2 separate regions of the Hordeum vulgare genome follow, and region 2 is linked to region 1. Evidence: chromatin contacts called from public Hi-C data. All regions are on one chromosome and are shown on one strand. The core of a region is the stretch at or near the end of the contact, and the rest is flanking DNA. Distances in the headings are between cores, read along the strand shown. Region 1 holds the start of LOC123448542 (protein LNK1-like). Region 2 has its middle 48 kb from the start of LOC123446437.

What was found. Hi-C and Micro-C count contacts between places; a contact is called where the count stands out from the background.
Region 2: a contact with region 1 is called in a Hi-C map of seedling, with 4 times the contacts expected there. The contact joins the enhancer-like site here to the promoter of LOC123448542 in region 1. A contact is called at or near these places in 2 of 6 Hi-C or Micro-C datasets (leaf and seedling) and 1 of 1 datasets of contacts at active chromatin or transcription factors (embryo).

What each region holds. Positions count from the first base shown.
Region 1 is chr4H:306,011,904-306,016,734 of MorexV3_pseudomolecules_assembly, reverse strand. It overlaps LOC123448542 (protein LNK1-like), which reads left to right and starts at 2,883. Exons shown (of 12, transcript XM_045125484.1): 1 at 2,883-3,189; 2 at 3,507-3,546; 3 at 3,683-3,800. The coding sequence starts at 3,777.
Region 2 is chr4H:306,554,834-306,559,664 of MorexV3_pseudomolecules_assembly, reverse strand. No RefSeq gene overlaps it. Among protein-coding and RNA genes, the nearest start is that of LOC123446437, 48 kb to the left of the region's middle. Within about 2 kb of position 2,199, at least 3 of the 3 cell types and tissues checked have open chromatin away from gene starts, as enhancers often do. A contact at or near this core is called in leaf and seedling, where this site is marked.

The sequences.
Region 1 (4,831 bases), core at 1,634-4,133:
CGTGTACGTTTGTGATGGACTAGTTGGAGCACCCCTGCAGGGTTTAATATTTCGGAAAGCCGTGCCCGCGGTTATGTGGCAACTTGGAATACTTGTTAACATCCGGTAATAGATAACTTAAACATAAGCTAATAAAATTGCCAACTGTGTGCGTAACCGTGATTGTCCCCTTCGAAGACCTCTCTTCGATCGGGAACACGGTGGGGTTATGATTGACGTAGGTAGGTGTTCAGCATCACTTAGTGATCATCTATTATCGACCGCTAGTATAGACCACCTTCAATTCAAGTTCTACGTAAGTTAGCCACCTTATAAAGCTTAGGATGCTGCAACCTAAACACTCCATCTTCCAACCTAATAACTTGACTAGTTCTGGCACCGAGGTCATAGATTGCTGAGTCCCCGTGGCTCACGGATTCCTTCACAACACCAACATGTTCAGGTACCCCCGAGACATGTGATCTCGACGGCACGCAACTGGCGTGGCAGTACGATGAGGAGAACGACCGCGTGTACGTGAACTATCCAGAAGACTGAGGCGTGGTCGTGATCATGGGCAAGCATGCAGGGTAGCATAGTCATTTCCCTTGTTTTGTAGTCCGTAGCGGAACTACCTTGTTTGGATGCATGATGTAACTCTGATATATTTATGAGATGACAGTTGAATCCCTTATTGTCATTCCTCTATTATTTATGTATGTGTTATGTTACCATGTTTGCGAAATGCTTAGATGCGCTTCTTTCCAATTCGGGGCCTCGATCCCCAAATCGGAAAGGACCGCATCTTAGTCGTTACAGGTATCCTCATGGTGGACATGTGTCCTAGGGCTTCGCCGTTGCGACGATGTTTGCTCCATCGTCGGTGCGGAGCTTGGGAGATAGTCTAGGAGTGGATGCAGATTGCTGTATGTATCGACGATATCTAGAAGAGGAACCATGTGTTGGGTTCATGGTTCATGGATGACGGGTATGGTTTTTATCCTTCGACGTCTTACTCGTGGTGAGGTGCCACATCCGAAATTCGATGGCGTGTCCGGGGTGTTGCCCCGGTCTGATTAGTTCAACAATAAGCGCTTCAGTTTTGGTGCGTTATCTTGGAGGTCCACAAAGCTGCATGTCAACTAAGGAGTGGCGTCGAGTTCAGATGAGGATGTGATTCGTCATTCTTTTCTTCGGTGGTTGCTGTGGTGGTGCCGGAGGCAGATGACGATAGTTGGTCATAAGCTGAGAGATGTTGTGCTATCTTTTCAGCTTTGTCATGTCGATCGTTACGTGACTTGTACTTTGATCTTTATGATATGAATAAGGCACATATTATCATGTAAAAAATGCTTGATTAACATTTTTAATATATATTTTGTGTAATATACATACTTAGAATATTTGATAGTATATATAAAACTAAAAATAAAGGAAAAAAACAAAAAATGTGAAAACATATATAAAGAAAAACAAGGTTGTGGCCTCGCGTGTGCCTCGGTCACCTCCTATTCTGCGCTTTAAGCGTCGTTAAAGTGAACCGGTGCTCGCAACAACATCCTAAACCGGTGCTTGCAACGACATCCTATTAGGCCAGCCCATGAACACTCTAGCACACTGTAGCGCGAAAATCTACCAAAAAAAGGGGTGGCTAAGGGGATCGAACTCACGCCACATCCCAAATGTAAGAGGTAGGCAACCACCACACCATCTAAGTGCTTGTGAGAATTACTAGTGCACAATCTTTAAGAACACTTGCACCCGTGCTATTTGAATCGAACTCGCATATTTCAAAAAGTTTGTAAAATTTTAAAAACTTCACTAACATGAGAAAAAAGTTCAAGAATTTAGAAAAAACAGTTAGTTTAAAATATCTATCAATTTTGAAAAAATACAATGAGTTTGAAGAAAGTTCACAAATTAAAAAACAGTATATCAATTTAAAAGGAAAGAATCACGAGGTTGAAAAAAGTTCATCGATTTAAAAAAAAAGTTCATTAACTTGCAAAAAAGTTTACCAAATTTGAAAAAGTTCATTGAGTTTGAAAAAAGTTCATCGTATTTGGAAAAAGTTCATAGAATTCGAGAAAAAGTTCATGGAATTTGAAAAAAAGTTCATCAAATTTTAAAAAAGTTCATATAATTTGAGAAAAAGTTCATAGAATTTGAGAAAAAGTTCATCAAATTGAAAAAAGTTTAGAAATTCAAGAAAAATGAATTTGAAAAAACAATTCGTCACATTTGAAAAAAGTTAATTGCTTTATAAATAAGTTTGTCTATTTTTTAAAAAGAAAATAATCAATCTTGAATAAAAATATGAATTTCTAGAAAAATCACGCAATAAAAAAGTTGAAAATGAAAAATAAAACGAGAATAAAACCGTCGTGGAATTGTCGAGCGAACTTGGAAAATCCGGTTTGAAAGAAAACCCAAATAAAACTGAAGGATTCCTGCGACTGAGAGAACAAACAAAAACACGGCAACATGGTTTAAAGCTCTAGTTTTGGTGGGGTAGTGGTGGGCTTTGTTCGGCCTGAAGGTATAAGGTCACAGTTTCGAACTATCGTTTGGTCATGTTTTTTTTGTATCGTTTTGATGGATATGAATAGATCGCATGCTCATGGGCTGGCCCAACTCGCGGGACGTAGTGTGTGCTACAAGCGCCAGTTTGTAAAAAAAATGAACGATAACCGGTGCCGCCGAACAGTATTTCCAAAACAGAAAAAGAAATGTGCCACACGCGGGGTCCACCTGGCAGCGTTTTTGAACCAATGAGGTGCGAGCAAGTGATCGGATCGTGGCCGGCGCCTGTCGTCCACTACTCCCACACCGGCAGGGGCCCCTCCTCCGAGGCGCTCCCAGCCGCTAGTTAATCTGCCCACGCACCACACACCATACCAGCCGCAAATAAGATATAAAATCTTCCCTGATTTACTCTATTTTATTATTCCTGCCAATTTGTTTTCCTTCTCGCTTGCTGCCGTGGTTGCATATCCTCTGCTAGCTGCTGCCCCATCCTTTCTCTACTTCAAAAAAGAAAAATATTTTTTCCCCCGGAAGGCTCTAGAGGCGGAGGAGGTGCGAAACAGGCCTTTCGTCCTCTTTCTACGGCCAAGACGTCCACAAGCTACACGGGGATTCCTCTTTCTTTTTCCCACAGGCGAATTAGGGAGCCTCTGCAGATTGGCCTTGGTTTGGTTTCGGATTCAGGTTGGGCTTTTTTATCGACGAGTTTTTCTTTTTGGTTCAGTTTTCTGCTTCTCTCGAGTTTATATTGTGTGCGTTGTTGATTCTCAGATTTGTTTCTTTTTGTGTGTGTGCGCGCGTGTGCTTACATCTTTCCGGTTTGGTTAGCTGTTTATCGGCTTTCACTCTTCCTTTTCTGTTGGAAGAGAAATTCTCCATCTTACCTTTGTCGAGTGTTGAGATTCGGATCCGGCGTCGGGGGTGTTTTGGTTACAAGTTGAGTAGTATTTTTCTTGTCAACATTTCTGGAGACTTTGAGGGATTTTTCATTGTTTTTGCAGGTTTGATCCAACCCTAATCCAAATCGTCTGATTTGGCAAGGTGAGAAGTTCCGAATTCTATCTATCCACTCTGTTTATGCATGTGCAGTATAGGAGATAGAATTTCCCCGGGTATATTTTACACTTTCTCTAATATTCATACTGTATTACTCAACTTAATTGTCTCTATTTTATAGGATTTGATTGATCAACTACTGGGGATTCTGAGTTGAATATGATATCAAATCCGGTGAATTGGTACAGTTTCGGGCCTGGATAGAAGCTGTAGTGATGCCAGATTGGAAGGCGGGCGAGGTGATCTCCTGATTTTGATGAGTCTCTATCTCTTACTGGATATTGCATCTTACTAATAGTTTTCCAAGCGGCCGAATAAGATACCGTTAGATGTATTGGCATGTAACTAGAAATTTAGGCTTACAAGTTCTTGTGACCTTAAATAGTATAGATTATGTATATCATGTACCATAGTCTTCATGCTAACTTTGTGTGTTTGTATTCTATACCTAATTTTGATGCCTCAAGCTTTCTTTTTACTGTTTGATTAACTTGAATGACATGTTAGACCTGCTAATCTTCCGTTGGGTAAGCATGTGAACCAAGTGTATAAGACATGAATCTTCTGTTGCCATTGATTCGCCCCATTCTCTTTGTTGCTGCCGTTCAGCAGCCATCTATTGCTGACCTTCACTTGTTTTAGATGTGCATAGATGAGTAGTGCTAGTAAGATAACCCCTGATATGGCAGCATATCAATAGTCTACTAGGGACAATTACCCCTAAAGCAAGTTGATCTGGCATAAGAAATTCTATGATCAGATTGATGTTCCACTACAGGTCTCACCTACAGAAAATTAGTTACATACTTTCCACTGATAGAGCATAGCTGGTCCAGTCCTGGGTAAAGGAGGGTTGTGATAGGCTTGGCGAGCCAACGTCAAAACTCAGCCACTCTATGGAGATGAAACACAAAAGATTTCGTTAGGGCGCAACCCTCTCAGCGACGCGCCATATCGGATCACCAGAGTACTAGCCATGGACAGGGGTGCATGGAAGCTTGCTATCCATATGCCAGAACCATGAGTTGGTTGCGAGATCTTATGGGTTTCGCCTCTAGCTAACCCCAACTTGTTTGGGACTAAAGGCTTTGTTGTTGTTGTTGTTGTTGTTGTTGTGTTGTTAGGAATAGCAACTTCTATTACTAGGAGGCCAAAGCCACCATATATATGATGTACATGAGGATGCCAAAAGGCAAGAATACAAAAGGCCAAAGGCCATCATCAATATAACTCTAACACCCCTCTGTCAAACTCATGGTGGATCCACAAC
Region 2 (4,831 bases), core at 950-3,449, 540 kb before region 1:
AATCTCCAGTACCCATGGGACTCAATTCCCATAGGAACAACTGACCTAGATAATTCCTATCTCACAAGGCTGCTATCCTTGCCTCCTATGTTCCGGGGTTGGCGACATCATGCTCCTCTCCGAAAGAAATCTAGCCAAGACAATAACAAGGGACAAGCCAGTGAGTACTTTGAATGTACTCGCAAACATCTGGAAAACAAATAAGTTAAAGCGGGGGATGCATGCATAATTCTTCTAATGATTTTGTCAAGCTATAGGAATTAAGTCACGAATGCATTTATGCAAATGAATTATTTCCAGCAAAGATGCATAATAAAGCAAGGAAAGGTAACATCAATTATAAGCGTGTCGATTGGGCGTCTGAGGCGACACCTCGGAAGGACAAGCAATACAAGCCATAGTCGGGTACTTTGGCGACAACACATAAAGGGACTTGTTAATGAATTATTACTATACATGCCAAAGTTGGGCGCCTGAAGCAGAACCACAAAAAAGGATTATATGAAGATAACAATGAATAAGTAATAGCATGCGTGCCACAGTCACGCATCTGAGCGACCCCACATAAAGGTCTTACATGAAAGAAATCACAGTTGCCATAGTCGGGCGTCTAAGTGACACCACAAAAAAGGCTTATATGAAGAAAATCACAATTCCCATAGTCAGGCGTCTAAGCGACACCACATAAAGTGCTTATATCATAATAACTACAGCGAGCATCAAGGAGGTAGAACCGTCCCAAGGATACCCTAACCAATCCATATACCAAGAATGGTTTGTCCATAGCAAAATATTTCCAATAGTTATGGTTATCATCCCGTTTTGTAGATATCATCCTGATTAATTTAATGCCACCAAAGACCGACACTTGGCCTTTGAACCAGTCGCCCGTGACCATGGACATGGCTACTTGAATAGTTTTGAATCTGCACAGGGTGTACTCTTTACTCACAACCCACATGTTTCAATAGTCACTCGGACTAATCCTGTGTACAATATATTAGAAGTAAATACTCAGAACTAGCACACACCCATTTTTACCCACACACGGTCCGGATTCACCTTGACGACGCTGCTATGGAAAAACCATAAGACGAGGATGAAAACATCCTCGAATAGCATGGGATCACATTTCTACCGCGTGCTACAAGGGGAGAGCTCTTCCCCTCTCAATGCCAGACTGAAAACACTCATGCCCCCTGACCGGATGATTGGCTTTATTCCAGTGCCTTGGAGACCTTCATCTCGGCCCGTCTACTTGGTGTATACGTGATGATAGGTTTATGACCAACTAAACCATATTCCCTTTCGGAAAGGCCTATGGCATCACGAAGGGGTAAGGTGGCACACTGACAAGACTCGATCTAGGGTCGACTTTGGAGGTTTAAGTTTTTCTGCAAGGGTTAGCATCACATAATTTTTTTGAATGATATACCACGGGGTTACCACCATCACACCTCGATACGCCCTCAGTCACCACTCTCATCCCACGAGATTTCAGTCCCATGGTCTCATATTTACCACGACAAACCTTCCTCCAAGGTTGTCAAGACCAGCATGGTATATGAAGCATGAGGTAGTACTCACTCACTATCTGCATCACATATGAAGCATGATATATGAAGCATGGTATATGAAGCATGAGGTAGTACTCACTCACTATCTGCATCACATATGAAGCATGGTATATGAAGCATGAGGGAGTTGTTATCAGCATAACATAATCACGCATTTCAATGTATCATAGGAAACATCAGACAACATAATACCAATCTGAGTTGAGATGCTTGCTTTTGGAGTGAAGAAGGGTGGTGTACACTCCAATGATCTTGAAATAATTTGCTTCTCTCCCAATTCCTATTTTGAATACAATACAACTCAACACACAATTGCAAAATAGAAAATAAAAGATTTTTGATTTTTTTGACATAAATCTTAAAATAAACTAGATGAAATTTGAGAGAGGTAGGAAAACCAATCAATTCATTTGGATTTTTCTACTAAAAGTTACAGCGAGTCAAAGATCTGCTCATAATCTGTTTTTTTTAAGAATTAGAAAGGAAAATGTTTCACTCAGAAATAAGCAAACCAAAAGATGAAAGCGCATTCACAGGGATGCGCTTCCTTGGGAGGAAAACACACTTCTGGGGAAGGCGTCATCAGGGCACGCCTGTCGGATTCCTCTTCTTCCTCCCGCGCACGCACTGGACAAAGAGGGGGACGGATGCTGACGGTGATGGCCGGTGCAAGGGGGCACCATTCCTGGAGCTGAGCACACCAGCGTGCTCAGGAGGGAGGGCCCCATCCTCTGGGCAGCAAGGAGATCATTGTAGGGCTCAGAGGCGAGCGCACTTTCGTCCATGGCGGACGGCGGCTCGGGTGCTCTCGCAACCCCACCATGGGCTGCTACAGATGTATTTGGGAAAAGGAATGGATACTAGGGAGCTTGGCAAGGGTAGCAATGGCCAAGGGGAGACAATAGGGGCTTGGGGCTGCCGGAATTTCGCCGCAGCCTGGTGGTGGCGCTTGTGCCAGAGGCAAGCAGGGCGAGCGGCTCCGGTTAAATTAGCGTCACAGGGAGAGGTGTGAGGGTCTAGAGAGGGCGCTAGCTGCTCAAGGGGTTCGGGGCCTCCTTTTATAGCCGGCCCGAGGTGGTTCCCGCGGCTGCCAACGATAAGATTGAAGGCCACCATCTCTAGCGATGCTAGGGGCGTAGAGGAACGCTACTGGCACGTGTAGAACGAGGACGAGGGCAGCGTTGCTCCAAGGGGGCAGCTAGCGTGCGGGGAAGGCTCGAGCGGTGCCGGCCACTGCAACAGGAGAGCTAACGCCGGCTAGCCACCACGCCTGCCGCACTGCTGTGGTTCTGAGCGGCACAAGGCGCGTCAACTAATGGTCGGGCCTTGGCGTGGTGTGGCGCGGCTCTGTGAGCTGGTAAAGGGCAAGGGCATGGGCGCGGCGGCTCGGGCGCGCATGCACAAAATGTGCGCTCTGGCCACACCCATAGCACGCACGACACCCGTTCGACAGATTGTTTGGCATATCCAACCGTCTCCACTGCTACTCAAACTCAACAGGGTTAGGTTATGGGTTAAGGCGAAGCTATTGGACAAGGTTTTTGCGGTAGGGGAGCAACTCCATAATGCAAAGAAAGACCATGCCAGATCTAGACATCCACTATAGGTGTTTGTTGAAATGCCACAAGCACCTAAAAGAGTTTTCTCGCATCCAAACTTTCCAGAGTGATGTCTCTTTAGACACTAAGAAGAATGGTGGGATTAGATTTGAAAAAAATAAAAATTGTTAAGGCTATTGTCTGAGAAAAACATTTCCGGTCACATAGTTGAGGCTGCTAATTCATGCATTTAAAATAATCCAATGGGGCTCAACTCATGGACTTAAGGGTATGGTAGGTTGAGCTACCAGCAGTAAAAATCCCAAGGGCATTTGAGAAATTTAAAATGGGGTTGTAGTTCAAAACATCAAACTCGACCAGAATAGAAAAGGGGTTGTGCTGCTCAAAATTTTCAAAGGACAACAATGTTTTTTAAAATAAAAGTGAGTCTCATGCATTCCTTGACACCTCCTAATTTTGCGTAATTTTTAAGTGAAGTTATCAAAGGGTTGCAGTGCAAAAGAGGCCCCTAAAGGAATTAACAATCCATTTTTGAACAAGTGAAATTTGGCAAAATATTTATGAAAAGGATCTCCACTGGAAAGAAAAGAAATGTTTTGATGCAAGAACTCAAGTCCCATCATAATTTTTGGAAACTTCTACTTGGAGGAGAAATTTTATAAATTAGAGACAAGGACTGGTTTAGAAATTAACCGAAATCCATAAATTAAAAATTAGACTAACATGGCCAAATTTTAATATATCCCATTAAATTAAATAAAGGATTCAAAATGATCCCAAGCAATGAATCAAGCACCAAATGATCTTCAAAATGCTACTTGAAAAGGAAAGTTTGCGGGAAGAGGCTTTGAAAAGAGCCATGAAGCAATTTACTTTTTAAAACAACTATTCTATGAAATATTTTAATTTATAGAGTATGATTCAATTTTTGGGGTGCAAGAGATGCTTATGCGGCACACGCGGCCATCAGGGTCACACGAGGGCGCGTGTGTGGGCTTGGGCATTGGCCCAGCCGTGGCGGCGGAGGGTGTGCGAGGTCGGGCTATGGATAGAAGGGAAGGAGGGGGCCGACTGTAGGGTGTGCTGCAGACATTAAAGGGGAGACTATGGTGAGCGGGAGGGGCTGGAGAAGCAGATGGGGCTCAGGATGAGGGCACCTATAGTGCGCCACAACACTGTAGAATGCTCTAGAAGTGACTTTTGGAATGCGAGGGCATCCATTTTGTTCTTGGGCATGCCCAAGTGTGTCCACTTGTGTCTTGGAGGTTCTAGATATGCCCATGAGTGCCTAGGGACTAGTGAGGGTGACTGCAGCAAGAATAGGGAGAGGGAGAGATGAGAGGTAGTGAGGATGAGGCTGCCCAATGGTGAAAATGGGGTTTTTACCCAACAATTATTGAGTTGGGAGCTGAGTTTCTTACTGGAGGTAGAATATGTCTAGGAGAAGGCCTCGTAAAAGTTTGAGCTCAAGGAGATTAATGGAAGGGGCAAAAGGTGTTTTTTACCAAATCACTAGAAGGTGTTTGAAGCTGTTTTGGGAAAGAAAATAAAGTCTACTTGCCCTGAGATTTAACAGGATCCTATGTTAGGTTAGAATGTGGTTGGACACCATAGTTGAGATCTGTTGGAGAGAGTTTCCAATGTAGACATGGTAACCCCTAGAAATGCGCAGAGATGGTTTTCTTTAGATAAATA